Linked DNA regions of Hordeum vulgare: region 2 is linked to region 1. The links are chromatin contacts, called in public Hi-C maps. All regions are on one chromosome and are shown on one strand. Each heading gives the region's core, a stretch centred on a gene start, on an enhancer-like site or on the middle of the called end of the contact. The rest is flanking DNA. Distances are from core to core; before and after follow the strand shown. Region 1 has its middle 8.9 kb from the start of LOC123401881. Region 2 has its middle 54 kb from the start of LOC123401101.

Region 1 (4,366 bases), core at 746-3,245:
CCTGCAACCACGACTAATAGTAGAGATTATGCTCCAGATTCCTGCAACAATGACTTTGTTGCAGAAACATTTATAATAGAGATTGTGTTGTAGAATTTTTGTGCAACAAAGGTTGTGTTGCAGAATTTTTTTTGCAACACGGGTTGTGTTGTAGATTATTTTTTTCTTCAAAAAGGTATTGTTGCAGATTATTTCTTCAAACAGAGTTATCGATGGATGACAACATTAGTGATGTTGCAGAATCTATCTTGCAACACGGAGGATGTTGCAAGAAAAAACCATCGCTTGTGAAGGAGTAACAGCGCCGCGTCGCCGGCAAGCACCGGAACTACGAAGCCTGCCGTCAACCCCGCCGGACATTGCCGAGACGAGCCGCTCACATTCCTGCACGTCCCCGCCTCCTGCCCACATGTCATCTCCTCGGATCCGACGAGATCTAGCTGGAATCCTTCTCTCGATCATCGCAATTACATCCCGAGAGGCGGCTGGTGATGACTGGGAACTTCATGGAGGAGATCAATGGGGTCATGCCAAGCTCAGGCGCTCTGCTGCAGCCAACGGCCCTGCATCGACCAATGATCGTGGTGGTGACACCGGATGGCATGGCGAGCTATGACACCTCATGTAGTGCAAGCAACCTCTTCTTGAGCATGTCGCCGATTCCCCATGACCGGAACGGGAGATGACGGAGAGAGATCGGAGAGAAAACAGGATTAGTTTTGGATAAGCAACGAGCGACTCGGCTCATATAAGGTAGAAAGATGTAGTGTGGTGCGTGGGCCCATAAAGAACACGTGTTCTGCACAGAGGCGACGGACGTCTAGCACTGAATCGGTCGGCTATCCAGGCTCATTTCCCAAAAAAGATCGCTATAATCAAAATCCATGTCTCGTATGGTCGTACTCGTCGACTCATGAATTTGAAAATTGTTCACAATTTGAAAACAATCGCGGTTTCAAAAGTTGTTCAGAATCCGAAAAATGTTGACATTTTTAACAATTCTGTTCACGAATTTGAAATTTGTTCCTATTTAAAAATTTATTCAAAATTCAAAAAATCTTTGCTTTTCCAAAAAGCTTTGATTTTCGAAAAACGTTCAAATTATTTTAATTTTTTGACGAATTTGAATTTTGTTCATGATTCGAAAAATGTTCGTGGTTTCAATTTTTTTCAACAATTGTATAATCTTATTCAAGAAATTGAAATTTGTCCTTGTTTCGAAATTTGTTCGTGGTTTAATGAAGAATGTTTGCAATTTATTCATGTTTCAAATTTTGAGAGAAACTCAAAAAATGTCTCCAGTTTCAAGATTTGTTCGTAGATTCAAAATATTTTCACAGTTTTATAATTTTGTTCACAAATTTGAAATTCATTCATGATTTTTTTTAGAAAAACTGTATTTTCAAGAATTGTTCACATTTGAAAATATGTTCAGAAATTTGAAAAATGTTCTGGATTTTGTTCACATTTACAAAAATTGTCCAAAATTTTCAAATTTTGTTCACTGTTTGAAAAAAAATTCACAATTTAAAAAACTATTCCTGTTTTTCTAAATTTGTCCATGAATTCTATAAAATATTTGGAGTCTATAAAATGTTTTATAAAATACTTTTTGGAAGTTCCATGAACTGTTTTTTCTTTGCTTTAAAGGTTTTTAAAATATCGAATGTTTTTTTTAAAATTTGTTCTTATTTAAAAAATGTTCTAACTTTGTTCATATTTCTAAAAAATGTTCTGGTTTTCAAAAAGTGTTCTGGTTTTCAAAAAAGGTTCAAACTTCGTTCATATTTTCAGAAAATTTTCTGGTTCAACAAAATGTTTTTCAAATCTGAAAAACCTTTTCGTTCAAATATGAAAAGAAAAGGCAAAGCGAAAGAAAAACGAACAAAAAAATAGAAAAGAAAGGAAATAAGCAGAAAAAGAAAAAACAGAAAAATATATATATATTGAATATGTTTGAACAAATAAAAAGCTGGGCCGGCCCAGTTGGTACGAGTCCCTATGCGTTGCAGCCGTTGTCTGCCGCAATGAATGGTAGGTAAGAGCTCCCCACGAACTATCATCTCCTCGCCGGCAAAAAGGATTCCTAGTTAGTGGGCTATGATCACATTGGTAATGAACCAGTAGTCCTGTAGGTTGGACCAACTTAAGTCGAGTAGAGCTGAGTTTTCACGGTTTCTTCTCCGTTTCTTTTCCAACTTTTTTGTTTCGTTTTGTTTTTACTAGCAAAATAGCCCGTGCGTTGCAACGGAAGAAAAAAATACCACACGCTTTTAATCTTCTTATAATTATTTTAATTTATTAAAATAATAAACTAACTAACTAATGTAGTTAGTCATATCCTATTTTGTTGAAAAATCAACCCGTCCATTGTTAATTTCACCATAATGAGAAATTGAAGCGTGGGTTGAATAACAAAAATTACAGAGGCTTTTTTATAAAAATGATGTGGTGGGTTTTCCGACGGAAGCAATAGCCGCTTTATTATTAGGTATAGATTTTTTCATGCTTTTTTCACCCTTTCATTGGTTTCTATTTTTTAAGTTTTCTCTATTACTTTTTTAGTTCTCACAGGATTTTCTTTGTTTTTTGTTTGGTTTTCTTTTTTATTCTCCATTATTTGTATGGTTTTCTTTTTTCTTCCACATTTTTTGTTTTATTTTATATTTTATTATGTTTATTTTTCTTTTCACTTTAAATTTTCTTATATGTCGTAAAAAATCTTAATAAGTGATCAACATTTTTTATATCACGTTCAACATTGTCCGAACACGTATTCAATATTTTAATATTTATTCAACATTCTAGAAACATGTTTAACATATTTCAAATAGTCGTTCAACATTTTCAAATAATTATTCATCATTTTCCAATACTTATTCAACATTTACAAATACTTGTTCGAAATTCTAAAAATTCTAGTTCAACATTTTTATATACATGATCTACATTTTTTCAAATACTTGTTCAACATTTATAAAATACTTGTTCAATATGTTTCAAGTACTTGTTCAACATTCATTTCCAAATTCTTGATTAACATTTTTATATACAAAATCAATCTTTAAAATAATACTTTTTCAACATTTTTCAAATACCTATTCAATAGTTTTCACACACTTGTTCAACATTTTCTAAATTATTGTTTAACATTTTTCAAATGTTTCAATAGAGTGTTTTTTGTAGTATATACATTTAAAATATCAAAAGTATAAACAAAAGTAAAAAAACACCGAAACAAAAACACATAGAAAAAAGGAGGCTATGGTCTCCCGTGCTAGTGGGCTGGCCAATATGTGTCCCCCCCCTTCGGCCAAGGGTTCCTCCCCTCTCGCTGAAGGTGAGACATTGGGGACCCCACCTACAGCAGGGCACATGAGAACTCCTGAGCTAGAATAGGCTTTTACCTAGCTGATGTGGTGATTATTTTTCGCTTTAAGCTTATCTTTCACTCAAGGTTTCCCTCTTTTCGCTTCGTATTGGGACGGTCCATTTACACATGCAGAAAGTGATAAAAATAGAAACATAAAGGGTGATGCTAGGTGTCGACAGGCTGGCCCAGTAGTTCGGCCGGTCTAGTTCTAGCCGCCCGATAAGTTTCTAAATACTCGTTGGATCTAAGTCTAACCCAATCGTTTTCTTTCTAAAAAAAATCACCTTGTTCAACCTCGCGACACAGATTTAAAAGAGCACGTGTAGACACAAAAAGATGGAAGTGCCTCCGCTCGCGTTGGCCCGCCATCTTCGTCGCCGCTCACCAGCGTCCGTGCCCTGGTTCCGAGCATGGCTCGTGCCGGGTTGTAGCGCCCCTCGGTTCGCAAACGCTCTCGCCGGTTCACCGCATGCAGCTCCTGCCTTCAAAGGCTGAAGCTCCTGCGAACAACAACACCACATCTAGCTTGTAGCAACGCCGTTCGTCGTCTACAGTCGCATCACCGACGAAGTTGTCTAGTAGCTCGTTGGGTTGTATCAAGCAAAAAGGCTCGTCCTAGTAAAAGCATTCATCGTTCCGGCAAATCAAAACATTGTTGTCGCCGGGTTGTAACAAAAAATGACGTGGATTTCAGCAAAACAAAAATGATGGTGCCAGCAAAAACGAGTCACGCTAGTTTAGTTCCAGCAAAATGTAAGTGAGGTTGTACCTTTTGTGATGCATCCCGCGCTTTGTCGCTTCCGGTCACATCTACGCTCCAAGCTGCATAGTTGTCCTTGCTCGTCACCGTGCTTGTCGCCGGCATTGTAGTTCGCAGCAACCCACCACCAACATCTCGCCACACCGTTGAAGCATTGTGGGAGTCCATCAATGGATGTAGCAAAAAAGTTGTCGGTAGTAGCAAAAAAATAATACGGTTGCAGAAAAAAACTC
Region 2 (4,366 bases), core at 603-3,102, 120 kb before region 1:
TTTAATATTTATTCCAATGTTTGATAAACATTTTAATACATAAATAAAAAACATCACTATTTTTCTAATGCATGGTAAACATTATTTCAATACACATTTTAAATTTCCCAAATGCTTTAGTATCAATTTGTTAAATTGTGTTCAATATGTTTTCAAATGCTTGATTAACATTTTTAGATACAAGATTAATATTTCTTGAATACATGGTCAACATTTTCTATATACACACTTTAAAAAAATTGAAATTCTTGATTAACAATTTCATATACAGGATTAACATTTTTTAATATAAATTCCATGCACATTTAATATTTGTCAAAAGATTTATCAATATTTTTCAAATTCAAGAATAACGTTTTTGAATGCACGGTCAAATTTGTTTCTATACAATGGTAAAAATTCATTATATTTCTAATGTATGAGCAACATTTTTTATATACATATATAAATTTCCCAAGTGCTAGATTATCGTTTTTTAAATATTGTTCAATATTATTTTAAATTCTTGATTAACATTTTCTTGAATACATGGTCAACCTTTTTCATATACACACTTTGAAAAAAAACAAATGCTTGATTAACATTTTCATATACAAGATTAAAAAAATTTCATAGAAATTCCATGCATATTTAACATTTTTTAAATGCTTCATCAAAATTTCAGAAATGCAAGATTAACATTTTTTAATGCATGGCCAAGATTTCTTTATACATATTTTTTCTATAGAGTGGTAAAGTAATTCATTATTTTTCAAAAGTATGGTCACATTTTTCATATATACATTTTAAATTTTGCAAGTGCTAGATTATTAATTTTGAAATTTTGTTTAATATATTTTCAAATGCTTGATTAATTTGATAGGAAAGTCATTATTTTTTAATGCATGGTCATAATTTTTCATTTTTCTAATTGTTTGGTTAACATTTTTGAAATACTTGTTCAACAGTTTTTCAAATTCTTGATTATATATATATATATATATATATATAACCAAAAAATTTCATAACAATTTAATACACGGTCAACAATGTTTTACACATTTTTTAAAATGCATAATTAACATTTTTCAAAATATTATATAAACTATATTCTCCCTTTCCTAAATATAAGTCTTTTTACATGTTCCAACCATTGTGCATGGCCAATTTTTTATACACTTTTAAATTTCCCCAAATGCTTGATTATCATTTTTGAAATCTTATTTAATATTGTTTCAAATGTCCGGTTAACATTTTTATATACAATGATATAAAGAATCATTATTTTTCTAATGCATGCAACCTTTTTTTTCTATACAGATTTTAAATTTCCCAAGTGCTTGCTTATCAATTTTGAAATCTTGTTCAATATTTTTCAGATACTTGATTAACATTTGCTATATACAATGATTAAAAAATAATTATTTCCTAATGCATGGTCATAATTTTTTATATACATATTTAACATTTTGCAAATGCTTGGTTCACAATTTTTAAATGCTTCTTCAACATTTTTCAAATTCTTGTTTTTAATATATATACATGATCAAAATAATTCATCACTTTTTAATGCAGAGTCAACTTTTTTATATACATATTTAATATTTTATAAATGCATAATTAACATTTTTTTAACATTATATAAAGTATAGTTTCTGAAATGTTGGTTTGGTATATTTGAAAGTGTAAATAAAAGTAAAAGAATGTGTAAAATATGAAATAAAAACGTGAAAAGGGAGGAAATGAGGCAGTGTTCTCCCTATATTCGGCCGGCCCATATGCAAGAAGTCGAACGAACTATACTAAACCAAACTGGGGCAAACAGGCAATATAAATGGGGACCTCCTATATGGCGCTGCAGCCGCCCGTTTGCCCTCCGGGCGCCTGCAGCGCCCCACCTTGGGCCAGCCCATCAAACAGCTCGGTACTCCTGCAGGTCCAGAATAATTTCATTGATTTTTGGAAAATAAAGTACACCGATTTTTGCAAACTAAGTTCTTTAAATTGAAAAAATGTTGACAGATTTTAACTATAATAGTAATCAAATTTCTAGAATGTTTATCACATTTTATAAAGGTACATTAATTTTTATAAAAATTTCAGTGATTTTGAAAAATGTTCATCAAATTTGAAAAAAAAGTTAATCCGTGTTCAAAAAAGTTCAACATATTTGAAAAAGGTTTGTCAAAATTTTAAAAAGTTTATCAAATTTGGAAACATTTCGTCAAAGGTTAAAAAAAGTTCACCAAATTAAAAAACAATTCATTAATTTTGAAAAACAAATATTGATTTTGGAAAAAGTTCATCCAACGTGATAAAAGTTCACAAAATTTTAAAAAATATCTACAGGTTTATGGATTTCAAAAGAAATAATCAAATTTGATAAAAGTTCATCATTTTTGAAAAAAGTTCATCGTATTTGAAAAAAAGTTCACAGATGTTGAAAAAATGTTCATCGATTATTTTCTGAAAAAATCACTAAATTTGAAAAAAGTTCATCAAAGTTGAAACAACTCATAAACTTTGGAAAAAGTTCATCATAATATATCAAAAAAAGTAAGAATGAGAAAAATAAAATCAAAAAAAAAAGAAAAAAAGAAAAGATAAACTGAGCAGAATTATTGGAAAAGAGAATAAGTAATAAAATGTAAATAAGCTAATCAACCACATCTTAGTACGTGGCCGGATGTCCCTGGTTCGAATCCCATCTACTCTATAATTTTTGGAGTATTAAAAGACACAGTGTAATGGGCCGGGCCATCACAGGTGCTGCAGGCGCCAGTTTACAAAAATGCACACAAACGGACGCATGCAGCGCTAAATAAGAAACACCATCTAAATGTGTACCATGGTGTGGGCTTAGAACTGAAAGCGCCATGCGGGACGAAAAATTCAGCACATGTATTAGTCCCACCTCGTTTGCTTAGTGGAGTTGAACTCGAGCTGATGGCTACTTATAGGACATCAGTTGCGCATTAGATGTCACGAAGCTAGTTGAATGGGGAACACAGAAAGAACTATTCTTCCCCTTTTACTAAAGAAGTAGTTAAATACCCGTACAATAAACTTATCTACCGGGACATTGATTAAACCATCATTGTAACTCCAAGAATAAGATCTCAAAAACATCGCCTTACACATGATTGCCCTATACATGCAATCACCTCATGTAATTCAAGCTTCTTTAACTGTTCACATGTAATTTCACTTGTGCATGGAAAATATTCATAGAATACTCCAAAACAATAAGATCTCACTTTGACTTCAAATGTGTTTCGAGTAAAACTATTGACATCGTATGCAAGTAAAAAATAAATCTAATTCTCGTAGATATATATTCCTTGATGATCTCCTTGACTATTTCACAATTGCTTCCATTTTGGTCAAACAATCTGCGAACATAAACAATAACCACAAATGCACTTTGAGTTCCCCCGTCCGAACACAAAGCACGCCACTTGACACTTCTTCTCTCTTCACTTTCTTCATTCTCTTTTTGTTTTCTGTTTGTCTCACTTGTCAACCCGTTGTTCCTAGGAATGTGCATTTAAAAAGAGAAAATTCTTGTGTTAGATACTCCTTGTATCTCAATAATTGAGTATGCTAGACTTCCATAGATTTGGCGTTGGCATGTGGGGAAATAATGTTTTTGACTCAACAAGCTGATTATGATGTGTTTTTTTGTTGGACAGAACTCGTTTACTTCTCTATTAGAAAACAGAAGAAAGATATTATTCTAGCAACATGCACTTAGTATAGTACCCTACATTGAGTCCCTTCACACCATGATCTCTCTAGATAGAAGAGATGGCATGGATCATTTGCATCTATAGCACTTGGTGCTTATGACTTGTTGGAGCCTTGGACATGCATTCGTTGTTTCATAACTTCACAAGGCACATCACATAAATAAAAGATGCAAGTGTATTTACTGGAATAAGCTTGAAAAAGCTTGTGCTGTGTCAAGGAATCAACACATTATTGTAATGAAAAAGCAAATCTTATCGGTACACATTACATGAGTGACAAAATAGATACTAGAAAAAATTGAATATACAAAAAACCCATACATTATGTGGCACTAAAAATAAAGATGAATAACTTAGTGAGAACTCCATGTTGTCACCATGTACAAAAATCCATTTGGGCTCCAAATCCTAGTAACACACTGAGAGCTAGTCTAAATTTTACCTCGCATCATGCAAATTTTCTCGAGAGAAATTGCAGTATACATGAAAACTAATTTCACACCAATTCCTCTAATAAATAAGTGAGAGCAATGACATCTTAGATTAGGATTATTGTGCTCCAGCCATGTCTTGGTTGATTCAGTGACAATTGAACCAGTAATGCCTGGACTAATTACTCTGTAAAAAACTGTAAATAG

The links. A called contact is a pair of places that touch in the nucleus more often than the background predicts.
Region 2: a contact with region 1 is called in a Hi-C map of leaf, with 7 times the contacts expected there. The contact joins two enhancer-like sites. A contact is called at or near these places in 3 of 6 Hi-C or Micro-C datasets (leaf and seedling).

Annotation. Positions count from the first base shown.
Region 1 is chr6H:107,203,735-107,208,100 of MorexV3_pseudomolecules_assembly, reverse strand. No RefSeq gene overlaps it. Among protein-coding and RNA genes, the nearest start is that of LOC123401881, 8.9 kb to the right of the region's middle. Within about 2 kb of position 1,995, at least 1 of the 3 cell types and tissues checked has open chromatin away from gene starts, as enhancers often do. A contact at or near this core is called in leaf, where this site is marked.
Region 2 is chr6H:107,326,312-107,330,677 of MorexV3_pseudomolecules_assembly, reverse strand. No RefSeq gene overlaps it. Among protein-coding and RNA genes, the nearest start is that of LOC123401101, 54 kb to the right of the region's middle. Within about 2 kb of position 1,852, at least 3 of the 3 cell types and tissues checked have open chromatin away from gene starts, as enhancers often do. A contact at or near this core is called in leaf, where this site is marked.